Regions from separate parts of the Ovis aries genome. Here region 2 is linked to region 1. A link is a contact called in public Hi-C data. All regions are on one chromosome and are shown on one strand. Each heading gives the region's core, a stretch centred on a gene start, on an enhancer-like site or on the middle of the called end of the contact. The rest is flanking DNA. Distances are from core to core; before and after follow the strand shown.

Evidence for each region. A called contact is a pair of places that touch in the nucleus more often than the background predicts.
Region 2: a Hi-C map of hypothalamus shows a contact between it and region 1, with 9 times the contacts expected there. The contact joins the promoter of GSG1 here to the enhancer-like site in region 1. A contact is called at or near these places in 9 of 16 Hi-C or Micro-C datasets (blood, hypothalamus, liver and 5 more).

The regions. Positions count from the first base shown.
Region 1 is chr3:202,302,330-202,307,379 of ARS-UI_Ramb_v3.0, forward strand. EMP1 (epithelial membrane protein 1) reads right to left here. Exons shown (of 5, transcript XM_060414210.1): 3 at 3,447-3,543; 4 at 3,206-3,346; 5 at 62-2,305. The coding sequence ends at 2,139. Among named protein-coding and RNA genes, the nearest start is that of EMP1, 19 kb to the right of the region's middle. Within about 2 kb of position 1,977, at least 3 of the 54 cell types and tissues checked have an H3K27ac peak or open chromatin away from gene starts, as enhancers often do.
Region 2 is chr3:202,442,034-202,447,083 of ARS-UI_Ramb_v3.0, forward strand. It overlaps GSG1 (germ cell associated 1), which reads left to right and starts at 1,896. Exons shown (of 6, transcript XM_060414213.1): 1 at 1,896-1,964. The coding sequence starts at 1,956.

The DNA of each region.
Region 1 (5,050 bases), core at 727-3,226:
ATTGACAACTTAATTAGGGGAAAATGTCATACATTTTTAGAAAGAAAACACCCACACAGTATAGGGAATCAGAATCTGTTTTTATATGCCTAGAGTTATAAACATTTGTATCAAAATATTTACAATTATAGTATATGAAATATCAATCTATTAAAGAAGAAGCCAAATACAGTACTAGAACAACCCACCACTGTAATGCAAATTACACGAGACATAAATGGCACAGAAACAAAGGAAAAGACCAGGGAATACATGGTTCACTCCAGTCATAGTTTAACCTTTTAACACAATGCTAGTATCTCTTTTGGATATATCTGATACGCAAATCTGCCTCTGCACTCAAGACAGCCTTCTATAATCATATGATCATTAAATCATAATTAAAAAGTTCATCATCCCACAGTTTTTTGCTTTCCAACCCATTTACCCCTAGTCCAGATAATTTGGTGGCCCACCCTCCACATTCCCCTAACCAGAATGAACATAAAGAAATAAACTTAGTAATAATCCTTTTATATAAATACCAGCAATTGTGGCATAACAGCTCCCCTAAAGGAAAACTATATAAGAAATGGAATGAAAGGGGAGCTAGAAGAAGAAAAGTAGGCAAGATGTCTCAGATTCTCCCTAGGGTAGATCTTCTCAAATTGATAAAGGAAGTGTCTTCCACCAAAACAAACCCTTTAGCCAGAATCTGAGATGGCTTAAAAATACCTGCGCCAGGCCAGAGCAGTGACTGCTTAACCAGGATTACCATACTAATACCATACTTCTAAGTCCTACAAAGAAACACTCTTGTGGCAGCAGAGAAGCTCAATGACCATCGGACTGGGCACCACAAGAGTTTTTAGGGGTTTTTGCTTTTCCCTTAAAGAAAATATCTGCCCATCACCTACATTTTTATTTCTCTCACAGAAATTTTCTTATTTTCCTGGAAGTACAGACACTCTCTTCTTACTGTGACTGAAATCTAGTATGCTTAATACTTGACAATTGTATAGCACCTTTCACCCAAGGATGTGTAGTCTGGTTTGCATGTGTTTTAAGAAGCTTCCAAAATTGCCTTGCCTCATCTGTATTGTGGAACAGGCAGGACCTCTGATAGGCGACCCCTTCAGCTCATAAAGCTAGAGCCATCTCTGAACCCTGATCCCCAACTTGGCTAATCAGATAAAACTTCCTCAAAAGGGTATAATTTAGGGGGAGAGTAACAGATTGAGTTGCAAGGATCTATGTCCATCTCTCTCACATCTTATACTTAAACATGATTGCACCGAGAGAGGTTCCTAATAACATAACCCTAATATAATCCTGCTGTAGGACTGCCCCCTTTTCCCATAATTTGTGTGGTGCTCCCACCACTGAATTGGTTGTTAGTGGCTTTACAGAAATTCCAGAGTGCTGCCTTGGCTTTAAGCGAGAGACCAAGCAAAGTCCACGGCAAGAGGTCTCCACAAGGGACAGCTGTGTGAGGCCAGGTCTGGGTTCTGACCATGCCCCAGGCCTTCCACTGTGAAAATTTCTTTCTCAATTTAGCTAAGCCACCAACTTGGCCTTAATCACTATGTCTCTTCTTCCCATTTTGTCACAAATACCACAGAGTTAAATCTCTGCTTAACAAGAAGGATCCTGGCACAGTGGCCAAAGTCCTCCCTTGAGCCCTTCACATGGTGATGTTTTGCTTTGGGTCAGAAGGGCGGGGTGGCTTCCAGGCTTGGCTTATTCCACACAAAAACAATATCTGCCCTGGCCGGAACCTGTACCGCTGTGTTAACTGGGTGCAGTGAGTCTGAAGACTGAATTCACCCTTGGAAGTGGAGCCAGTGATGTGGCAGCTGCTGGGACCCCAGGCAGTGTGTGTAACGGAGAACAGCTGGAGGCCAAGCCCAGTGCCCGGAGGGAGGCCCCCTGGCCCACATCCAGGGAGCACCCGTCCCAGCCAATGGCTTTCTCCCAGGGCAGGGGCTGGACAGTACAGGACCCCCTCCATCATGTTTGGATTTCAGCCCCTCCCCGCTTCCATCCCCTCCCCCCCCTTCCCTCTCCTGGTTTTTCCTGCTTAGCAACTTCCTCTCCCCTCCCAGATTCAAGGGCTCCCTCCTCCCCACCCCCCAGGTCCCCAGTAAATGTGTTCAGCCTTATTTCTTTCTCAGGACCAGATAAAGGATGCCGACGATGAAGCTGAAGCAGAAGCAGATCCAGGTCAGGATGAAGGAATAGCCGTGGTGACTCTTCTCATAACCGTTTTTAGAGCTGTTGGCATAGTGATGAGTGTAGATGGAGGCCCCCACCATGACGCACAGCCCTGCAGTGGGGAGAAATGATTCACTGTTGGTTTGGTTTCTTAACATTCAAAGCGAGAAAAAGATTTATAACTTTAGAAAGATCCTATGTTCCTCGTGGGCGATGGGAAAACGAAATCTGAAGTTTGGACCCCAGCGGTGGTTCTGTTGATTGGCCCTGAACCAGGCTTGATGGCGATGTTGCTGTACCATTGGTGTCTGAGTTCTCACACCTGCACTGGTTTGTATGGCTGTGAAGTAAAACACAGCTCCTCTGGTCTTCCCCACTCCTCTCCACTGGCCTTCCCATCTAGACCCCAGCACACTAGGACAGGCTGCCCTGGGGGGATGCAAAAGAACACACCTTCCATCAGACTGCGTGTATTGGGAGAGAGGGAATGGCCATCAGCAATTTCACTATCTGAGGACTCCCACATGGCCTGCCCCTTCAACTGTCTTGAATACAAGCTCTGGCTTCCCAGGTCGCTCAGTGGCAAAGAATCCACCTGCCAGTGCAGGAGACACAGGTTCAATCGCTGGGTCAGGAATATCCCCTGGAGGAGGAAATGGCAGCCCCCTCCAGTATTCTTGTCTGGAAAATCCCATGGACAGAGGAGCCTGGCATGCTACCGTCCATGGGGTCATGGAGTCGGACACAACTGAGCACGAACCCATACAAGCACTACAGCTGGGCAGACCCCGGCTCCTTGGTATCTGCCCAGGAGCCCCAGGTTTAAACAGTGAAGCTGATGAGGGTTCTTACTTCAAGTGGCTATCAGGGGTTCTCCCCAAGAGCACAAATAACCAAGCCAGTAAATTGTACAAGGCAGTTTCACTGCCCCTAGTGCTCAACTGTCCACGCCACTGGCAGCCCCCATGGTAAGATCTACAGGAAAGCTTTTTCTGAGTAAGCTGATACTCACAGCACACCAGCAAGGTGGCCCCGGAGAGGAAGAAGCGGTTGCCTTTCTCCATGGTGAAGAGCTGGAACACGAAGACCACAAGGGAGATGACGGAGAATATGATAGACAGGATCATGAAGGCCTGCACAGCCTTGAGGGCATCTACGGACAGAGAGCAGGGGGAGTGAGGACGTCAGGCTACCCAGCCCCCAAGGGGCTGGCCATTCCTCAAGGGCGCTAGGTACAATATCTTTGCACGTACCTTCACCAGCGTAGGAAAGGCTGTCACCACAGCCACCAATGGTACAGTTTTTCCAAAGACCTACTGATTCCGCTCTCAAATCTGACACCACCCAGACCTGAAATCAAAAAGACATAAAGGAACTCTTCTCAGTACTCTGTTAGGTGGGAAAAGAACCTGAAAAAGAGTGGATATATGTACATGTATAACTGATTTGCTTTGCTGTACACCTCAAGCTAACACAGCATGGTAAATCAACTACAGTCCAATACAAATTTAAAAAAAATTTTTTAAATCTGTTTAAAAACTAACTCCCTGGCTTGAAAGTAAAAGAAACAACCATCAGCTTGTGTCTGGACTAAATATATGCAAGATGCCATATTTAGCCATAAATACAGCTAAGAAGCTCATCTCTAGGTGGAAATAATGTCTTGCTAAAACTGAAGTCACAGAGGTCCCAAGGAAAAAAAGAGAGAGAAGAACGTACGACCGAGGAGAAGTTACCTCACTCTCTGGACTTCTCATTTCTCATTACTTAAAAAAGAAAGACGTAATTCAACCATTGGGGTTTTTTGGTTTTTGGTTTTTTAATCATTCTAAGGCTCTAAGAAATGGAAACTGTGCATGAGGAAATTGATTTTAAAGATGTACAATTCATACACCCTACAAAGACTGTGTCCAATAAAGGGCCTGGCAAAGAAGGTGAAAAAAGTTAAGGAAAAAATGTTCAACTGGAAAAAAGTAAGAGACATAAGGGGCAGCAAAGAACACAGCCTTGAGACTGGGAGATCAACAAGCCACGCTCATCTAACTAGAAGGATAAACCTTGACTGTCGCAACGTGAAAAGTAATCTCATAATAACATAGTCCAGGCAGACCTGTCCTGTGGGGGCAGCTGAAAGTCGAAAAACAACCCAAATCTATTCACCGAGGCTCACCACAGTGCCAGCACCCCCTCCTTCCAGGCCCAAGAGAAACAGTTATCCTTCTGGGATGAAAAACACATGCCCGGCCCTGTCTACACAGAGTGTCTGTTCAAATGCGAGTTACTGGAAAAGCAGGGCCGGGATGTCCAATCGCCTGCCTGTTCTTGATTTAATAAACAGCTGTGTGTTCGGCCCCATGTTAGAGGCTGATAATTCAGATTTCAGCACTGGGCATCCACTAAGACAGTTTGGAGCCATTTACTGGACCTGGTAAACTGAGAGACTTGGTGGGGGGCGGGTGTACAGAACAGCTAAATTCAAGTTTGGAGGCGTCCACACAGCGAGGGCTCTGTCATCACGGTGAAATTTCGTTGAATCTTGCTTAGAATCGTACCCACCGATATTGGCAAAACTCTTCTCTGAAATTTAAAACTCATTATCCTTCAACTGTAACAAGGACCCACAGAGATTCCGGGATCAAATCTGTTTATCTAGTGATGCATGGCCTTGATTTTTAGGTCCAAGGAGTTGTCTTGTTTTGTTTTTTCTGAGAAAAGCAAACTGGACTCTGCAGACTACCACTAGAGGTCAGAGGAGCCCCAGATTCAGAGAGAAGAGCCTGTGGCTTACTCTGTTTTCAGTCTGTCTTTTTTTTTTTTTTTTTTTTTTTTAGTTAATTCAGGCAAACGAGGTTAATCT
Region 2 (5,050 bases), core at 646-3,145, 140 kb after region 1:
AGTTTGGGATCTACATGTACACACTGCTATATTTAATATAGATAATCAACAAAACCATATACTGTACAGCACAGGGAACTCTGCTCAATGTTACCTGGAAGCCTGGATGGAAGGGGAGTTTGGGGGGAAATGGATACAAGTGTGGTTGAGTCCCATTGCTGTCCACCTGAAACTATTACAGCTTTGTTAATCACCTATACCCCAATATGAAATTAAAAGTTTTTAAAAAAAATAGCATAGAGAATATATCGGGTGACAGGATCAAGATCAAAGGAGACTAATTGGGCCAGAATGTGGACTAATTCAAATGCTCCAAGGGGAGCCTGCCTTTGAGTCCCCAAACCAACTGCACAAACATAGGATGGGAGGATCATGACTCGGCTGGTGGCAGATCTGGTTGACGCGGCGGAAGGGCAGGGCAGGGCAGAGAGGCTTTCGCTAAATGTCAGCCCAAAGTGAGTCAAACAGGTGTGATTTTTATGACACGTTAATTCCCTGATTATATAGTTTTCAGTCTGTTCAGTTTTTTTACTTGTGTGATCAGAGTGGTGACTCCCAAGTTCCTCGCATGTGGAACCGGAAATTCAGAAGTCCAGCCCTGGGTGTATGCAAAAAGTTTTCTAAAATTACGGGTTCCTGGGCATCACCCCAGAACCACTATGGCAGCTCAGGATGGAGCCTGGGAATCTGCATATCTTCCAAAGTTGCAAAGATGGTTCTGATGCTGGTCAGAATTGAGCCCTACTGCTCTCAAATGTGGAGCCAACTTTGAGGACTTTACAATCAAGACAAACAGCTGGAATATAGAAAGCATCATGGGAGCGGACAAGGACAGAGAAGAGGGAACGGTCCTTAGGAAGAAGCATTTTCAAAGAATGGGTGACTTGAGTTCATCCTGACAAGAGGCAGATCCTTAGGTAAGAAGAGAAGACATTCCAGGAAGAAGGAAGGAAGAGCATCAGCCAGGACGAAGAGGGTGAAGTCCCTGGGTATTCAGGGGAACACAGCAGTCTCCCCACCTTCTCAACCCAATTAATTGGCACAGCTTTTGAGGACAGAAAGCACCATTTGTATTTCTAGGGGACTGACAACAAAAGATATGCAATCAAACCCCTATTAATTTGCCAGGTTTGTTTGCTTTTTGTTTAAGTTTTAGAAATGTACTTTAAAAAAAAAATTTATCCCTTTACCCAAAGATTGGGAGAGACATGGTAGATAGCCACAGCACTGCTAACCCAGGGATTTATTTCTCTCCAATCCTCCTCCCTCTGCAGGCTTACCCCCAACACTACCTTACACAGATGGTCTCAGGATGTTATAATAATCCTTACTAATGTCACTTACTGGAGAGTGGAGACCACCCGAGACACCAGGAAGCCTTTCCATACCCATGGCTCTATGAGGCCCCTGACATTGCAGATCACAGGGCTTATGAAGGAGACGGAAAATCGGACACAAGGGAATGGGAACTGACAAAAGTCACTACAAAGCAGTGGTGACTCTACAATGTTTTGTCTGCCATAAAATCAAGCCCAATCCATTCTCACCAGTTTCCTAGGGAGTGGCACTGAGATGGACACTCAATCACTGTGCACTTTTTTAATATATTTTTTAATTGAAAGATAATTGCTTTGCAGAATTTTGTTGTTTCTTCATTCTGCACATGTAGGTCCTTGCGTCTTTGTGCTGAATCCCAGAGCCCCAGTGGCAAGCTCTTCTGTGTAATCGCTCAGGACAACTGGACCATGAGTGCCTTGTCAATTTTTAAATGCCCAAGTTCCCTGCAAGGCAGCATTTAATCATGAAGCACTCCAAAATATATGACAGAGGGGAGGGCTGGGAGGAGGTGGGAGGGGAATGGAAAGGGAGTTTTCCTTCTTCCAACACTAAACCAAAGGGATTTGGAGCACAGATGGCATCTGCAGTCCTTCTGGACAAGCTGTGAGACAAGGACCATGGTCAAGGTAACCAGCTTCCCTCTCTTATTGTTTGGAACATGCATTTCATGGCTGTTTTGCTCCCGATTCTTTTGAGATGTGCCAGTCTCATCCATTTGCTGTCCTCACTAGTCTGTGTTAATCCTGAGGTTTTGCCATTAACCTATGTTGATGGAAGAATCACAGAAAATTGGTAGAAATTAATTATTGAAAAGTATAGATTTTCAATCTGTATATTTCCTAGTGGTCTGAGCCTGTGTCTGAAGCCACACACTGTCCCTTTTTTAGAGACTGAAGATTCCCCTCGTCTTGGGGCTTGTCAGTAGATGCAAAGATGGAACGTGTCTGTGGCCGCTATTTCCTCTCCACGATCCCCTGAAGGAAACCACTGCCAAATTAAACTGTTCTTCTAAATCAAGAGCAAGGCATTTTTAGGGGGAAGAATAAAATATGTAGTGAAGGGTATGGCAGTGTGGGTGTTGAAGACAATTCTTGAAGATTCTTGAATGGATTCTCATTCAGTTATCAAGATAATCGTTGAATGAGGTTCCTTGAGTCTGTCCTTGGTAGACACTCCTGGGAACAGCGTCTTTGGACTTCATTCCAAGCTCTTTTTCTTCTCTTTTCAAAACTTTTTATTTTATATTCGAGTATAACTGATTAACAATGCTGTCATAGCTTCAAGTGCACGGCAGAGCGACCCAGCCATCGTATACGTGTATCCATTCTCCCCCAAATTCCTCTCCCGTGAAGGCTGCCACATAACACGAAGCAGAGTTTCTCGTGCTATACAGTAGGTCCTTGTTCGTTATCCATTTTAAATATAGCAGAGTGTACATGTCCATCCCAAACTCCCTAACTATACCTTCCCCTTCCCCTTCCCCCTGGTAACCATAAGTTCATTCTCCCAAGCTCTTTTTCATTCTCTGCTTCTCAACTTCTTAAGTTGGTTGTCACCTTAGTGCTGCTACAGAGTGGCTGGACTGTGGTGAGGGATTCATGACTCTTATTTTGGAATAACCTGATGAATAATTTGTGAATAGGTATGATTTTAAATGGATTGAGGGTAAAATAAAAATCTGGATGTGATGGGATAGTGGCTAAATCTCAAAGTTATATGGGGTCGAAAATAAAGTTGTCAAAAATGTAGAATTGCCCGAATCCTTAGTTCCATCTTTATACAGAAGAATGGATGAAGATGTTGTACCTTGAAGTCTATTTCCTATTCAAGCAATGGATATAAAAATAGAAAGGGTAACTAATTAAGGGTAGCAGAACAATGACAAAAACAAATAGGATTTTCAAAACTAAAAAACAAGATGACAACATTCTTTTGGGGGAAGAAAAGGGGCTCATAATGACTTCCATATCTGTCAATATAAGATCACCCCCGCCCCCTTCCAGGTATCATGGCTTTTGAGTCCTCACCAAGGTCACCCAGAGTCGAACCAACAATTCTTGCTGGAGTTAATTTGTTGAGTGCTTTAAAAAAAAAATCTTATTAGCAAATTGCTTTACAGAAGCTGTTTTATCATACATTTTGCTTACTGGCTTCTATCTACATATGAATCTGGTGTATTTCTTATTGCCATAAAAAACTGCACTTTGTCGTGGCATGTACTGTTTTAGTCCCTGAAAATTATAAAGAACAAACTGTTATGATTCTAAGATAAAGTTGCCTGTTTAATGTAGAAAATGTTCAGCTGGAGATGATGAGAGAGGCAGATTTATGGGCCTGTCTTATTTAGCTATGGTTTTATTTACATCTCTTAAACTAAGCAGATTTGGGTCTGATTAATTCTGATGTAAGTGATTCCCCTTAGAAAGCTCAAGATGGTTTACTTTAGGAAGTGTCTGTCAGCAACTAAGTATGGGCTTCTTTTCCGTTCAGTATATATTAATATAACAGTACAAACTGCTTCGTAATGCAAAGTGTGAGACCTGTCAGATCTCTTTATTTTTATTAATAAATCAAATTCAGTCTGGCTCCATGCCACCACTCCCCAGCACTGAAACATCTAACTTTGGGACATTTTCATCTCACCCTTCTTTTAGGCTAAAAATGACAAGGTTGAGAGCTCCAGCCAAAGCCACAGGGGCTGCATTCATTCTGCAGCCACCCACTGGGTCTCCCCAGACACTGCAACTGCACTGGGCTGTGGGGCTGCACCTGCAGGTTCCTTGTCCACCCGCCAAGGACACCCTCCCTATGGCTCCAAGGCCAGAGCACTCAGTGTCCCGCCTCCATGGGTACCACACAGCCACCCTTCATTTGAGATTCTCTCAGTTCAGGCATAGTGGATGGAAGCTGCACTCAGATCTCCACCTCTCTCAAAACCCATCACTCTATTTCCTCTCCAAGGGTTGCAGCATCCCAGTTGGTTCTCTGTCCTCCTACCCTCAAGAGCCCAGTGCCTCTATCTGCTCCCTAGGGAGCATCCTCTTTATCATTCATTAGTAGGATAAATGGGCTTTTCTGGTGGCTCAGATGGTAAAGAATCTTCCTGCAATGTGGGAGACCCAGATTCGATCCTTGGGTCAGGAAGATCCCATGGAGAAGGAAATGGCTACCCATTCCACTATTCTTGCTGGGAGATTCCCATGGATATATGCCCCTTTACTCCTCTCAGAGGAATCGAACACAGGGAAAAGTGAAAGTGTTAGTCACTCACTCATGTTTGACTCTTTGAGACCCCATGGACTGTAGCCTGCCAGGCTCCTCTCTCCATGGAATTCTCTAGGTATGAATACTGGACTGGGTTGCCATTCCCTTCGCCAGGGGATCTTCCTGACCCAGGGGTTGAACCTGGGTCTCCTGCATTGCAGGTGGATTCTTTACCATCTGAGCTACCAGGGAGGAAGACATCAAAACCTTATATAGCTTCCCTGGTGGCTCAGAGGTTAAAGTGTCTGCTTGCATTGCGGAAGACCTGGGTTCGATCCCTGGGTCGGGAAGATCCGCTGGAGAAGGAAATGGCAACCCACTCCAGTATATTCATGCCTGGAGAATCCCATGGACAGAGGAGCCTGGTGGTCTATAGTCCATGGGGTCGCAAAGAGTCGGACACAACTGAACCACTTCACTTCACTTCACTTCATAAATTAAAACCCAT